Linked DNA regions of Rattus norvegicus: all the other regions are linked to region 1. Evidence: chromatin contacts called from public Hi-C data. All regions are on one chromosome and are shown on one strand. The core of a region is the stretch at or near the end of the contact, and the rest is flanking DNA. Distances in the headings are between cores, read along the strand shown.

What was found. Hi-C and Micro-C count contacts between places; a contact is called where the count stands out from the background.
Region 2: a Hi-C map of prefrontal cortex shows a contact between it and region 1, with 3 times the contacts expected there. The contact joins two enhancer-like sites. A contact is called at or near these places in 10 of 12 Hi-C or Micro-C datasets (the A7r5 cell line, the Rat2 cell line, Schwann cells and 7 more).
Region 3: a contact with region 1 is called in a Hi-C map of liver, with 6 times the contacts expected there. The contact joins two enhancer-like sites. A contact is called at or near these places in 2 of 12 Hi-C or Micro-C datasets (both in liver).

The regions. Positions count from the first base shown.
Region 1 is chr19:71,366,223-71,371,061 of GRCr8, forward strand. No RefSeq gene overlaps it. Among named protein-coding and RNA genes, the nearest start is that of Tarbp1, 22 kb to the left of the region's middle. Within about 2 kb of position 1,994, at least 79 of the 93 cell types and tissues checked have an H3K27ac peak or open chromatin away from gene starts, as enhancers often do. A contact at or near this core is called in Schwann cells, hepatocytes, kidney and 2 more, where this site is marked.
Region 2 is chr19:71,725,456-71,730,294 of GRCr8, forward strand. It overlaps LOC102547807 (a long non-coding RNA gene), which reads left to right. Exons shown (of 6, transcript XR_010060536.1): 4 at 1-2,347; 5 at 2,675-2,883; 6 at 3,514-4,839. Among named protein-coding and RNA genes, the nearest start is that of Tomm20, 100 kb to the right of the region's middle. Within about 2 kb of position 2,881, at least 82 of the 93 cell types and tissues checked have an H3K27ac peak or open chromatin away from gene starts, as enhancers often do. A contact at or near this core is called in Schwann cells, hepatocytes, kidney and 2 more, where this site is marked.
Region 3 is chr19:71,692,694-71,697,532 of GRCr8, forward strand. No RefSeq gene overlaps it. Among named protein-coding and RNA genes, the nearest start is that of Tomm20, 140 kb to the right of the region's middle. Within about 2 kb of position 2,063, at least 29 of the 93 cell types and tissues checked have an H3K27ac peak or open chromatin away from gene starts, as enhancers often do. A contact at or near this core is called in liver, where this site is marked.

The sequences.
Region 1 (4,839 bases), core at 744-3,243:
TAACCCCCAGAAGTATATAAACCAGACGTGGCACAGGCCTATAATCCTAGCGCTTGGGAGGTTAGAGGCAGGAGGGTCAGAACTCGAGGTCATCTGAGGTTGCATGGTGATGCAGGCTGCATCCTGGGTTGGCAGCCAGCCTGAGCCACTCGGGAAAAAAAAAAATAAAAACATTGCTGTGGTCCCCTAAAATCATATGACGCATTTTCAAACATATCTTAATTAACCTCTTGAGAATCCCATACATACTTACGATACATTTTGATTATATTCACCCCGTGGTTCTGCCCTCCCAGATCTACCCACATCCCCGCCCTCTCCCAACTTCATGCCCTTGATTTTATCTCCTTGCCTCTTTTTCTTTTTTAACAGACAAACTTGTGCTGCCCATTTACTCTCGAGTGTGGGGCTGGCCACTGGAGTATGATTAATCCACCAGGGGCTGTACACTTAATGAAAACAGATACAACTGTCAGTCGTTCTCCATTTCCTGTGGCCTACGTGTACGGTATCTTCAGCAATTGGATCCTACCATCAAGTCTACTGGGCAACCGGGAGCAGGGGCAACAAAATGCTCAAGTCTTACGCCCCAGAAGGGGAGCGTTTCCTCAGAAGGTGGATGCATTTGGGGACAAGGCCTTCAAAGAGGTGACTAAGGTAAAAAGAAGTCAGGAGGATCTGTCCTATTCCGACATGACTGATGTCCTTGTAAGAAGTAGAGTAGGGTACAGTCAGCCGCAGAGGAAAGACCATTGAGGACACAGGGAGATAACAGCTGTGTAGTGCCCTTGGGAGGCCTTAAGGACACCAACTCTAAGAAGACCTTGACCTCAGACTTCTAGCCCCAGAACTAAGAAAATATTAATTAAGCCAATCATGGTGTGGGACGTTACTGTCACAGCCAGAGCCGTCTTCCTGTTCTGAAAAGACAGCAACATGGTCACATGTTGGACGAGTCGGATAGACCGGTGTTCCCTAACATTTTATCAAGTGCAGTGTCTTTAATGTGGGGGTGGGGTGAGGGGTGGGAGTGGGGGGGGTTGGAGTGGGATGGTGGGGTTCAACGCTGTGATGGTCTGCATATGCTCAGCCCAGGGAGTGGCACTATTAGGAGGTGTGGCCTTGCTAGAGTGGGTGTGGCCTTGCTGGAGTGGGTGTGGCCTTGCTGGAGTGGGTGTGATCTTGTTGGAGTGGGTGTGGCCTTGTTGGAGTGGGTGTGTCACTGTGGGTGTGGGCTTTAAGACCCTCATCCTAGCTGCCTATAAGCCAGTATTCTGCTAGCAGCCTCCAGATGAAGATGTAGAACTCTCAGCTTCTCCTGCACCATGCCTGCCTGGATGCTGCCATGTTCCCACCTTGATGGTAATGGACTGAACCTCTGAACCTGTAAGCCGGCCCCAATTAAATGTTGTCCTTTATGAACTTACATTGATCATAGTGTCTGTTCACAGCAATAAGACCCTAACTAAGACAGACGTCAAACACACTTCAGTGCCTAGACACCCACAGCCCCTCAGGGTGTCAGAGGCTCTTGAGATGCCCTGTGATCTGGTCTATCAGCATGAACACCCGTGAGGCTGGTGTTCTGAGGGTGCAAACACGTCCACAGATGGAGCTTGGAAAGTGTGGGGTTCAGCAGACTGGAGAAGAACGTATTGTGTTTCAGGCAGGGGCGAGACAGGGACTCCTTTGCTTTGAGTACTTGAAGTCATTGAAGTCATTGTATGGTTCAAGGAGGATGGGAGACTGTGAGTATACAGAGGTAGAATGAAGAGTGGGAGTGGGCATATCTGGCCTCCTCATCTTCCAAAAGCCCAAAAGAGTCCCCTCTCAGTGCTCCATTATTAAGAAAAAGGCCCGGATGGTACCTGCAATGTTAACCTATGGCCACCAGATGGCACTCTGCCTCCGCTGTGCAGGCTCACAGCCCAGGGCCTCAGGAAATGTGTCACTGTGCCTCCCTTGCCCAATACTCCCCCTCCTCCCGCAGCAGTCCAGCGTCTACACCACAGGAAGCTCATCTTTAGAGAGATGTGTGAAACTCCACACCGTATGGCTTAGCTCTGTCCCCTTTTCCTCCTGGGGACACATCAGCAAGATCTCACCTACCCTGAAGAGGTCCTTAGCCAGAAGAATCCTCCACCCGCTCCCGTGCCTGCGTCCTGGCTGGACACTGAGCTTCCATTTTGAAACCTGCTGTCCTGGAGAAGCACAACCGATGGAAGAGAAGCATATTCCAGAACTATGTATTAATAGGTCTGCACCCGTGGTGCGAAGGCAGTCCTACAAATCCGGTTACCCTGGCATTTAGACCACTTACAGTGCGGGTGTAAGACTCTGACGTAATCCCCAACCTCGGGCCTGGAGAATTAATGAGGTGCTCGTGCCATTGAGCCGTGGAAGAAAGACTTGCACTGGGGTGGGTGGTTTCTGCTTGCCCAGAGTGGTGGAATGAGCCATGGGGCTGGAGGCCAAAGGACTCGGGCCACCCATGCAGGGAAATAACTCCCAGAGACCCATCGCAGGCATGGAATGGGCACGGAACGGTCGCTCCCTCTGAAGCTTGCCTCCCAGCCCTGCACATCTGAGACTTGGGGTCCATCCCATAGGAGCCAGGCCGTGACCAAAATCTGGCAGTTGGAAATCTACTCTTGTCAAGCTCTGGCTTTCAGGCAGAGAGCCCTGTCCTCGCTTACAGCTCCAAAAGCAATGAATAATTAATCATTGCATTCTTGAATGGAGAGGACATTTCAATGGATGAGTGACACTTTCAATAGGGTTCTCTGATGGTTGCTGTTGGTTCCTTCTGTCTGCAGCAGAACCCCAGGAGTGAAAGGCAGAGCAGACAGAGGCAACATTGTGTTTATTATGGGCTGTGCTTTTGACCCATCAGAAACTCGAGTGGATGGAGAGCAGCTGGATCGGATATTTACCTTGGCACCTGCCCGGCACCAGGCACTCTCTCCCATATGTTATATAAGTACTTTCTTACTCCATACTCGGGGCAACTGCTTGGCTTGTTGGCTTTGAGCTCCGTTGTGTGAGTGTACATGTGCATATGTACGTATGGGTGCATCTGTGTTTGCTTGAGTGTGTATACATATGTGTGAAAGGCCAGAAGACAATCTTAGGTGTTTGGTTTTTTTTTTTTTGGTTTTTTTTTTGTTTTTTTTTTTTGTTTTTGTTTTTGTTTTTGTTTTTTGAGCTGGGGACCGAACCCAGGGCCTTGCACTTGCTAGGCAAGCGCTCTATCACTGAGCCAAATCCCCAACCCCTAGGTGTCCTTTCTTAAATACTGTCTTTTTTTTTTTTTTTTTTTTGGAGAGACTCTGGTTTGAACTCACCAAGTAGACTAGACTGACTGGCCAGTGAGGCCCAGGGATCTATCTACCTGAGTCCCTTGTCTTAGTTAGGGTTTTACTGCTGTGAACAGACACCATGACCAAGGCAACTCTTATAAGGACAACATTTAATTGGGGCTGGTTTACAGGTTCAGAGGTTCAGTCCACTATCATCAAGGCAGGAAGCATGGCAGAGTCCAGGTAAGCACAGTGCAGAAGGAGCTGAGAGTTCTACATCTTCATCCAAAAGCGGACAGGAGAAGACTAGCTCTCAGGCAACTAGGTGGAGGGTCTCCAAGCCCACCCCTACGGTGACACGCTTCCTCCTACAAGGCCACACCCACTCCAACAAGGCCACACCTCCTGATAGTGCCACTCCCTGGGGCAAGAATATTGAAACCATTAAAGTTAAGGTCCCATATACTGGGATTACAAGTGTAAGTCAACATTTCTAGTTTTTTTTGCTTTGTGTGTGTGTGTGTGTGTGTGTGTGTGTGTACACACTCGCGCATGCCTGTGAGTCACTTTGCACACCTGTGCACATGCAAAGGTCAGAGGAGGATGGCAAGTGTCCTGCTCTCTCACTCTCTGCCTTGTCCCCCCACAGGATGGCCTCTCAGTGAACCTGGAGCTAGGTTGGCGAAAGGCAAGCCCAGGAGATCCTCCTGTCTCTGTCCCACACACCACTGGGGTTATAGGTGAATGTGATCACACCCAGCTTCTTACACAAGTGCTAGAGATTTGAACTCCAATCTTCGTGCTTGGTCATCAGATGTTCTTGCCTGCCTAGATTTTTCCCCTAAGCCCTCCGGGATTTCTTATATTGGAAGCTAAATAAATGTGGTCATATATGAAATCAAAGGCAGAAGCTGGAAGACTGATACCTCCGAATCCAGAGAGCCTGGGACCGGAGAAACAACACAGCAGTTACAAGCACTTGTTGCTCTTTCAGAGGACCCATGTGCAGTTCCCAGCATTCATATTGGGTGGCTCACAACTGCCTATAACTCCAGCTCCAGGGGATTTAATACCCTCTTCTGGGTACCCACGAGGGGTATATATAACTATAGACATCTATACGTAAACAAAAATAAAGCATTAAAAATAGTTGGGAGGGAGGCAACATAAATGTGGAAGATTGTCTATTTTCTTAAAAAGAAAGAAAGAAAGGAAGGAAGGAAGAAAGAAAGAAACAAAGAAACAAAGAAAAAGAATGGAGGCCCTGTGTCATGCCACAATTGCAAGAGGCAGGTAAGTCTACGCCTCTTCTTGTCCAGCTCAGCTTCACTGGGAACAGCTAAAGAACACAGAGCTAGAGAGTACACAGGCTTCTCCTGCCCCATTGTGCCCCCTCCCCCTACTACATCCCAAGAGATGAGTGTGGTGCAGTAGGGTCTCCACAGTGGGGAGAGGTGTGTCAGTGACAGCAGGGAGGGAGTCAAGGATCCGCTGTCACCTGCATCAGTCAGCCGCCGGAGTTTCCTCAACCTCTCAGAGG
Region 2 (4,839 bases), core at 1,631-4,130, 360 kb after region 1:
AAGGCATTTTCTCAATTAGTGATCGGTGAGGGAGGGCCCAGCCAACTGTGAGTGGCGCTATGCCTGGACTGGTGGTCCTGGGTTCTAAAAGAAAGCCATGAGGAGCGAGTCAGTAAGTAGCACCCTCCATAGCCTCTGCATCAGCTCTTGACTCCAGGATCCAGCCCTGCTTGAGTTCCTGTCCTGACTTCCTTCAGTGATAGACTATGATGTGGAAGTGTAAGCTAACTAAACCTTTTCCTCCCCAACTTGCTTTTTTTTTTTTTTTTTTTTTTTGGTCATGGTGTTTTATTTGCAGCAATGGAAAACTTGACTAAGACAGTTGGGGATTCACTCAGTGACAGAGGATTTGCCTGGCACATGGAGACCCTGCATTTGGTCCCAACACCACACACCCACACCCACACACACACACACACACACACACACACACACAAAACTTTTTAAAGTTTATATATTCATGCTACCCCAACAAAGGACAGTGCTTTCATAATTACTCATTGGGAAATGGGACATTGCCTCATCCTTGGGGTTTCTTGAAGCACCTTCCACCACTGCCTACTGGGCGCAGCCAGGGCTGCTCTTCCTTCCTACGTATCGAGAGAGTCCTGTGAGGGTCCACTAGACCTGGGGAGGTCCCCTGAGAGTCATAGGAAGGACACACCTTTCCCCTAGTGTTTCTGCGGCAACATCAGTTTCTGTTATGTGTACTTCGATTCATGATCCCTGAGAGGCTGGGGAGGGGTTTCGTATCTTCATGGTTGTACACAGACGTTGTTCCATTTCATCTAGCCAAATGGTGTCCCTGGCTACAATAGTCCAATGATAAAGGGCAGGTGACACTATGGGTGAGAGCTGTCGTCCTGCCAAGGACAAAGCACTTGAAAGGAAAATGCAGGCTGAGCTGTGGGACCAGCGATCGCCCTTGAGCCAACCACACACTGGTGCTGTCCGACAGCGTCCTCCTGGTCAGAATCCCTAACTGCACCTGACAGCTGTTCTCAGCACCTCCTCTGACATCAGCCTCCCGTAAAACAAGGTGAAGAAACACAACAGATCCATTCCTACCCAGAGAAGGTGGTCCAATATGAGCTCATGCTCACTGGGGGGCTTCTTACAAAAGCAGAAAAATAAAATCCTCGCATGGGTCTCCCGGCTGCCAGGTGACCCCCTAGCAGGCCCTTTGGCTTTACTGCAGCTTCTTTATCATTCGGACCTGCCAGTTGGAAGGCCGCAGCATGAGGAGCCAAATGGCACTATGCAATTAAGTTGGAAAACACTGCATAAGTGCAACGGAGGCCAGAGCTTTAACAGCCGCATACGGTTTCGCAAAGCGTACTCCGGATCATCAGCCAGCAGTAAAAACACACAGGAGGGAGATGGCCTGGCTGGAAATGAACTGCAAATTGATAAACATGTAGTTGCTAATGCCATGTTTATTATTTTTTTTTCCACTGGGATAAAAATTAACTCTTGCGGCCTTGGCCAGCCGGCAGCTTGAACTCTACCATCTCGGTGATGGAACCGGCTGTTTCTGGAACTTCAGGTTGCAAGTTACTATTGCCAGATCGTATTGGTGAACAGGAACTGTATGTCCAGATAGCAGAACCTCTCAGGGAGAGAGGCTTCAACAAAACACCATAGAACCTGCCGGGGCAGCAAAGAGGACTTCCAGGAGGGAGCCATTTTCAGTATGCTGTTTTAGATCTGTACATGTATGTGTGTGTGTCAGACTGACATATGTGTGTCCGGGCCTGGGGAGGTCAAAGGTCAACCCTGGCTATCATTCTTCCAGAGCTATTCATCCTGGATTTTGAGACAGGGTCTCTCACTGGCTCTGACTCACCAATTAAGCCAGGCTGACCAGCCAGCCCAACCCGGAGAGCAGCCTGTTTCTATTTCCCCAACACTAGGATTGCAAGTCCCACACACAGTTTTTTATGTGGGTTCTGGGGTCTTCGTGCTTGTGTGGCCACCGTGTTACCAGCTGAGCCATCTCACCAGTACTAATCCCTCATTTCAAGTGGAGGAGGCTGGCAACCTCCTGGAAAATCACCTTCCCCTCACAGAAGCCAGCCAGGCTGCAAACTGGGCCTTCTAGAGGCAAAGAAGAGATCGCAAGGGTGCAGGGAGATCATGAGGGCACGGGGTGAGGGTGGGGGGCAAGCCTGAGCAAGCACAGCCAGTCATGTGACAACCCCAGCAGCTGCCCCAGCTGCAGAGCTGACCTCTCTGTCCCCAGGGGCCCTTTTTCATCAGCTGGATCGATTTACTTTAGCTACAGTGCCCTCACAAGCAGGGACTGAATTATGACTCATGGAAATCCCCCTCTGTATCAAGGAATCAGGTAGCTTTCAAACTCTCAACAATTAACGGCTCCTTTGGTCAAAGGAGAATGTGAGGGAGGGAGGAGTTGGTGGGGTGGGGGCGGGGGCGGGGACGGGGGCTGGCAGGGGGTGGGGTGGGGCAGCAAGCTATGGGTTTCCAAACAGGCTGCTCGGTTTCTAGTAAATTAGAAGGGGTGGATGGTGGAGGAATCAGTAATGTTACCCTGTAAAATGCGGTCTTCTTTAACGTCAGCAAGATGTTTCTCTCCCTTTGTCCTTTTGCCCTCCTTCCTCTCTCCTTTCCCTTCCTGTGTCCCTTCCCTCCTCCCAACATCTTTACGTCACAGAGGCACGCTGAAAACAGCTCTGAGTTTTACAACACGGCTTCCAGACTCAGAAGATTCCCCCACACTGACAACACGGAAGGGCAAAATGCAGGCTGTAGTGGGAGGCAGACAAAAAAAAAAGCTCATGTGACTCAAAGCAGGAAGCAGGACACATTGCTGGGAGGAGGCGTCACCACCACAGGCCGTACATTCCTGCCCTGCCTGGCCAGGTTAGCCATCGCCTCCAAGGGAGCATTCCTCTGTGGCAAGAACACTCACTGGTCTCAGACAATCCTGAAATAGAATCTTGGAGAGCATGCGTCCTGCTCTGAGGCCACTCAGCCTGGTGTCCTGGCTCCCCCTGTCTCTTCCACGGAGATGTATTCTCCACACATCGAACAGTAACAGCTGCCCTCCTGTCAGAACAGAGCTGGTGAAAAGAGGATTGCAAGGCTAGCCAAGCACTTTAGAGCCAGACCAGAAGTGCTGCTGTTTCCACTTAAATTGCACTTGCATGTACCCATGCACACATATAATGCATGTGTGCACGCACAGGTTCATGTACATATACCCATGCACATATATAATACATGTGTGCACACACAGGTGCATGTACATATGCACATGCACACACATAATGCATGTGTACACACACAGGTGCATGTGCACATGCACACACATATATGTATATATGAAAGTTTACACACACACACATGCATGTACACATGTGCATGGTGCCTGATTGCTTCCACAGAGCATGCTGTAGGTATTAGAGGGAGTCACTTCCTGGGTGGCTAATCTCAGCAAGGCCACTTGTCTCTGGAGTAAAAGGACTCTTTTTTTTTTTTCCTTGCATGCAGCTTTTTTACAGTTGGATTACATATGCATTATGTACGTGAATATGACGTGACTCTTGGAAGACAGAATACATATATAATATGAAGTGGGTTGGTATGGGAAAGGAGAACTTAAAGGAGCTGGGGGAGAGAAGTTGGGAAGAGGAGGGAGAAATGGGGTGGGGAAGGGGATGTGGGGGAGAGGGGTGGGGGAGGGGAGCGAAGGGAGAAAGATAAAGTGTCATGTCTTCTCTCATATATGGAACTAGATTTAGCTATATTCCCATATATAAATGGCAGGAAAGCAGGAGGCCTTATTTAGAGGGAGGGAGGGAGAGGGACAATGACTGAGGGGCAGGGGAAGGACAGGGGAGGGCAATAGGGAACAAATATAAAATGTATGTATGAAAATGTCACCATGAAATCCATTATTTTATATACTAAAAAAAAATGCTTCAATGTTTCTTTTAAAAATAAGTAGGTTTTAAAGGGACAGGTGTATGGGATAAGGCCTTGACCACAAGGGTTTGTCCTATCAGGCCCAGATGAGGTTCCAGGTGGGGGCGGGGACAAGCAAAGGACAAACCTGGATATCCTGCTGGCCCCTCCATCCTCTGTTCTGGAGAGCAAGGGTATCAGGAGGTCTCAGAACAGGGAGCATTTCGTAAGCCCCAAACAGCATGAGATCATGGGGAAAACACAGACACAGAAAGGAGAGTGGGAATCTAGTCCAAAATTAGAGGGAGAAGATGACAAAATGTGTGTGCAAACACCCTCGGCCTGGGGAACCAGAGACTGCGAGAAATTGTCATGAACAGATAAAGCCATTCAGTAAGAGATCGATCGGGTCCAACTCACAGTGAAGATATATTTAATATGCAGGATGCGTAGATGGACGGATGTGCAACTGAACAAGGAGAATGGGTTGTTTCAGAAAAAAGAGACAGTAAACAGGACTCTGAGCTTTCTGGAGGGGCTGGGCAAGTCTGGAAGATAACAGTGTGTGAGTTAACAATGAAGAACATTCTAGACCCCCATACCCAGAGGTGAATGGGAGTGGGTATGTCTGACCAAAGACAAATCTGTGTGCCTTCCATGGGAACAGTGGGTCCTTATGTGGTCCTGTGTGCTGGAGTCCCACCTCTGCTGTCATGACACCCTATTGGCTACTGTTAAGAGAGGAGGATTACCCTTCTGCTAGCCTACAATGCAAAGGCTCCAAGGAGACTGTAGAAGGTGGAGCTCTAACACAGAAAGTTAAAGCCAGCTTCCTCCCTCTTCTCCTCCCTTCCTCAACTGGAAAAAGTGGACACAGAAGGGAGTTAGGATGGGAAGAAATGGTGGCCACAT
Region 3 (4,839 bases), core at 813-3,312, 330 kb after region 1:
TTAACGCTGCTCTGATCCCCAGCACGGATCTTCTGAAGTTGGTCTGCAGGTACCCCACAAGCTCTTCCCACCCATCCCTTACTGCTGTGCATCCAAGAATATTCTATCTCTCCTTCAAGATCCTGACAACTCCAGAAATATATGCTGGAGAATTTTGAGACAGGCTGTAGATCATTCTAGATTTAAAAAACAAACAAACTGACTAAAGAAACTGATGAGTTAAGCATAAAAGGTGACCCTGGGACATCTGGCCAGATGTGACGATGGGCCTCCTATCAGACGCTGTTAATAAAGCTTCTCAGGCTCCTATGGTGTTCCCACCAAGCCTCTCCCTTATCCAGCCAAAATTATAAGACACATCTGCACAGAGAAAGGACGGACAATGTCACTTATACGTCACAATGGATTGGACATGAGTGTGCCTTTACTGTGCTTGTGACATCTCTGATATATATATATTTTTCCCAAAAAATAAAATAAAATAAAAAATTAAAGAAAAGGAGGTAGAGAGAGTATCTCAGCTGTTCCAGGGGTTGCTTAGCATGCACCAAGCTCTGGTTTCAATCTCCCCACTTCATAAGCCTGAAGCAAGACTATCCCAGACTATAAATCCAGAGGGCATCAGCAGTTCAAGGCCACCTTAGGCTGTACAAGACACTGTCTCAAGAAAGATACAGGGGAGAAAGGGAAGAAGTAGAAAACCTTGGTAGAATAAGAGGGCAAGGAGGTGCAGCCTGGGATGGAGTGAATGCCTAAGGGTCCTCAAGAAGGTGAATCACTGTAGGGAAGTGGCCAGGGTTGGTTATCCCCGAAGCTGGGGACAGAGCCCCCTAGGTTCCTCAGACCGAGGTGACAGGCAGCTTTCTGATCTGGCCTCTTGTCTACAGAGCAGTCACTTCCCCCACAAAAAGCCCCAGTGCCTTCCAGGAACCGCACAGAACGTCCGTTTCTACTTCCCTTTGCCGAAAACATTCTGCAGCCCCTGCTTATCTGGTTTGATCCTTAGATTCATTTGCAGGCAAAAGGGAACCCATTTACGGTAAGTTGACCTCTCCTGATGTTGACTTGCCCCTAAGACTGTAGTGGACAAAGTGACAGGCTCTAGATAGGTTAACACTGGCTTTAACCTAGGGTGAGGGGATCCTAGGTGAAGACATAGGGCAGGGGAGGACCCCGGGCTCCTCCATTCTGCACGCAACCCTGAAAATTGGTACAAGAAGCCTAAAAGAACAGCAAGCTATGGGGATATTCACTGTGGCCTTGAGGGAACAGCCAATCAACTGGACAGGCAATGAGTCCAACACCTTTGGGGCTTTTTGTGGCCCCAAAGACTTCATTTACATCCCCTGTCCCATTTTAATATTTAGTGAATTGACAATGCTAACTGTATATATTAACAAAACATAACATGTTGTCAAATCTGTATACATGGTATGAAAGTTACATCAGGGCAATTGGCCTATGTATCACATAAAATATTTATCATTTCTGTGTACCAGAACCCCTTTCCCTTTTTAAACTTTCTTAAAATACTTGATACGTTGTTTTCAACCTTAGCGGCCCTACCATCCTACAAAAACATTAGAAGTGATTTCTCCCACCCACTGCTCCCTAGCCAGGTTAACGACCCTCTCCTTCCCCCAGCCCATAATAAGCAACCATTCTACTTGAGACCAACTTCTCAGCGTCTACTAAGAAGGCTATAACAAATACACCTGAAGCTAGGAAGCTTGAACAACACGAGGAACCTTCAAGTCTGAGACTCGAAGTCCAAGAGCACAATACTGGCTGATGCTATTCCTTGCAAAGGCCTCTTTGTGGCTTCCAGAAGAGCATCTGGTCATTGTGTCCTTATGGGTGAGGACCCATGTGTGCTGGATGTGGCTCCTGTCTTGGGAGCCCTGTACCGTCGCCCAAGGACCTTGAGGGCCTGGCCCAGGCTCCCCACCCTCTCGTGTGAATGCCATTCAGGTTTTTTTGTTCATTGTTGCCTGCCGGACAACTGGGAGTGTTTTCTTTGGAAAGCCCAGTGATCCGGCATGCTGCCCTTCCTCTGTCCTGAACAAGCGCTGTTTAATGGGCGGCCACGATTGTTTTGGAGATAGGCGTCTTTTCGAAATAGGAGGAGGCTGTGTGCCTTGGTTACTTTGGCCACCTTCCTTTATTTTTTCTGGAAACTCCTCCCCATGTGTGAAGACGGTAGGTGTCAGGGACCTGTAACAAGCACTCATTCAGCATGCAAGACCCAGCCCTGGGAAGCCTAGCAAGACCTCACATCAGGGTCCTGAGGAGGCCAGAGACAGAGAGGTGAAGGCAGCAGAGCCTGGGAAAGTCACACCCTATAGTGTGAGCCGACTTTGCTGGCTGTTTCGGGACCTGCAGACAGGGAGGCCTGTGAATTCCAAACACAGTACACAGGTCTTTGGCTTTCCTCAGGCCCCTTCCTTCCTGTCCCTCGGCCTGACCCTCCCCTCCTAGCAGGCCCTTCCTGTTTCGGGGAAGGTCAGCTTGTGGTGGAAGAATGGCCATTGTTCCTCCCTCCTCCTGGTCCCCACTCACATCCGGTCCCTGGTCTCTAAGTTCCCCTTCAGAACAGCCCGACTTTCCTTCTCAAGAAACCTGAGAGACGAAGGCATTTCCTGCCTGGCTACCCCGGTTCCCACCCTCCGTTTCCAGCAGCCTTCAGGCCTGCCAGACCATCAGACTCCCTGCTTTTCTGTGTGGGCAGCCCCACGCCTATGACTTAACAGCTCGGCGTCTCTTTCCTCACATTCTACCTGTCCCAAGATATATTTACCTGGGATCTCAAGTGAAAAGGCAGATGGCGGAGTTCCGTCACCAACACCCTCATGTTGGCAGATGACAGATGCCTCACTGTGGGCTGGTGGCTCTCTACCATGACGTTATGGCCAAGTGAGCTCCAGGGCCTTTCCTACTGGGTGCCTTCTATACTCCCTACTTGATCCCCAACTGCTCCTGCCTGGGGGAACAGGAACCCTTTCTTTTGTCTCCTCACACTAGGGACAGACCCAGGCCCCCCTGTTCTGCTGTGGGATGATTTCTTGGTCCTCTCCACCTTAGCTGCTCAGAGGTCTACCTCCTTTCTGTCACTGACCGTGCATGTACTGCTCACAAAGGGCCAGAGTCCTCTCCAGTGTGTCCAGAGCTACTGGAGTCCCGGGAGATATCTCTGACCACTCCTCACTTCATGATTTATTCAGAAATAGTCCCCCTGAGCAGCTCATGTAGGAGACATTGGCCCATGGATTTGTGTGAGCCCCATTACATCTCAGGGGCCCGGTTGACACACCGTCACTCCCAAGATGGCAGATCAAAGAGACAAGGCAGGAGTCATAGGGGGTATTCTGAAGCTGTCCCCTTTAGCCCCTAGAGACAAGATTTATTTGTGGCAGTTCAGTGACTCCCCTCTGCTACTGGGGTACACACATATGTCACCTCTGCACCCACCGAGGTCAGGATGGGTCCGTGACGTCTACATTCAGCCTTATTCCCAGTCCCGTGGACACTGAACTAATCTCTAAGACAGCAAGCATCAAGGATTCCAGCAGACTCTGCTGCACCATTAAACTTCATCAACACACACAGACATCCACTTTCCCTCTGGCCCAAGGTCTAACCAAAACATCGTCTCTTCGGGCTGTAGTGAAGATTAAGCCGAAAGCTTTGTTGACTGTACATGCAGTCGCTGGCAGATGCTCACCGGGAGCATCCTGGCCGATCCTTGTCATTTGTCCTCCATGTCATGTCAGCACGCACCAGTGTGAGAGCTAAACAGAGCCACTATGAAGTCCCAAAGTGTCCCATTGCTATTATTAGGCTGTGACAGGCTGTCAAGCCAGGAGAAGTGACCTGGCTCAGAGGACTTCAACCTCTGAACAAATGTCGTCATCTCCCCGAGTTCCTGAATCCACTGTCACTAGGGTTGGGACATTCTCTTCAAGAGCCAGCTCCAAAGTCAGATTGTAGGAAGTTGTGCAATTGGTGAGGTTCGCTGACAGGGATGACTTTTATCTTTTACACATTGACCCTGGTGTTCCTGGAAGCTAATATGTGTGAACGTTATGTTCTCCGCCCCCTTTCACCCCTCCCCTTCTGTCCTCTGTCCTTCAATCAAACCATGTGTGTGTGGTACCCACAGTTCCCAGGAGACCTGGCCAGAACCCCAATGGCACTCTCATGCCCCTAGAGCATGTACACATACATCTCTGGGGCTCTTTCCTTTTAAATCCTTATGCCTGACTATTCCCTGTCAGATCTATAGAAGCCAATGTAGGGACCAAGTCGCAGGTCATAAAACATTGGCTGGACTCCTCACTCCTCGGGGACAAATGAACCAGTATCCTCTCAGAGGCCATGATCCAAGGCAGAGAGAGAATGGGGAAACCATCCTCCCACTTCCTTTGGAAGATGGTGACGAGCAGCTAAAGACACTTTTCTACAGGTTGTGGGCGAAGTGGACTGGGCACATAGAAACCTACACCAGATGTAGGGTCCACAGAGCTGTGTGGTTGACTGCAGGTAACAGCCCAAAGTTGGTACTTGGCAAACATGGATGGGTAGATGAGGGGAGTTCTGGGGAGCAGCTCTGTAATGATGGCTGCTTAGCACTGTTGTGGCTTGTGGCTTCCTCAGTAAAATGTGTTTGAACAAATGGAGCTGCACTTTGTTCAAAATGGCCCCCCAAATTGTTCCCCCTAGTAACTCCCCTTTAGTTTGGAATTTCCAAACTTAGCTTAGCTTTTGGCTTAGCTTTCTGTCCCCAAATGAGAAACTCTCCTGATTTTTTTCCCTTTGTTTTGAGGCTCTGTTATCCCTACA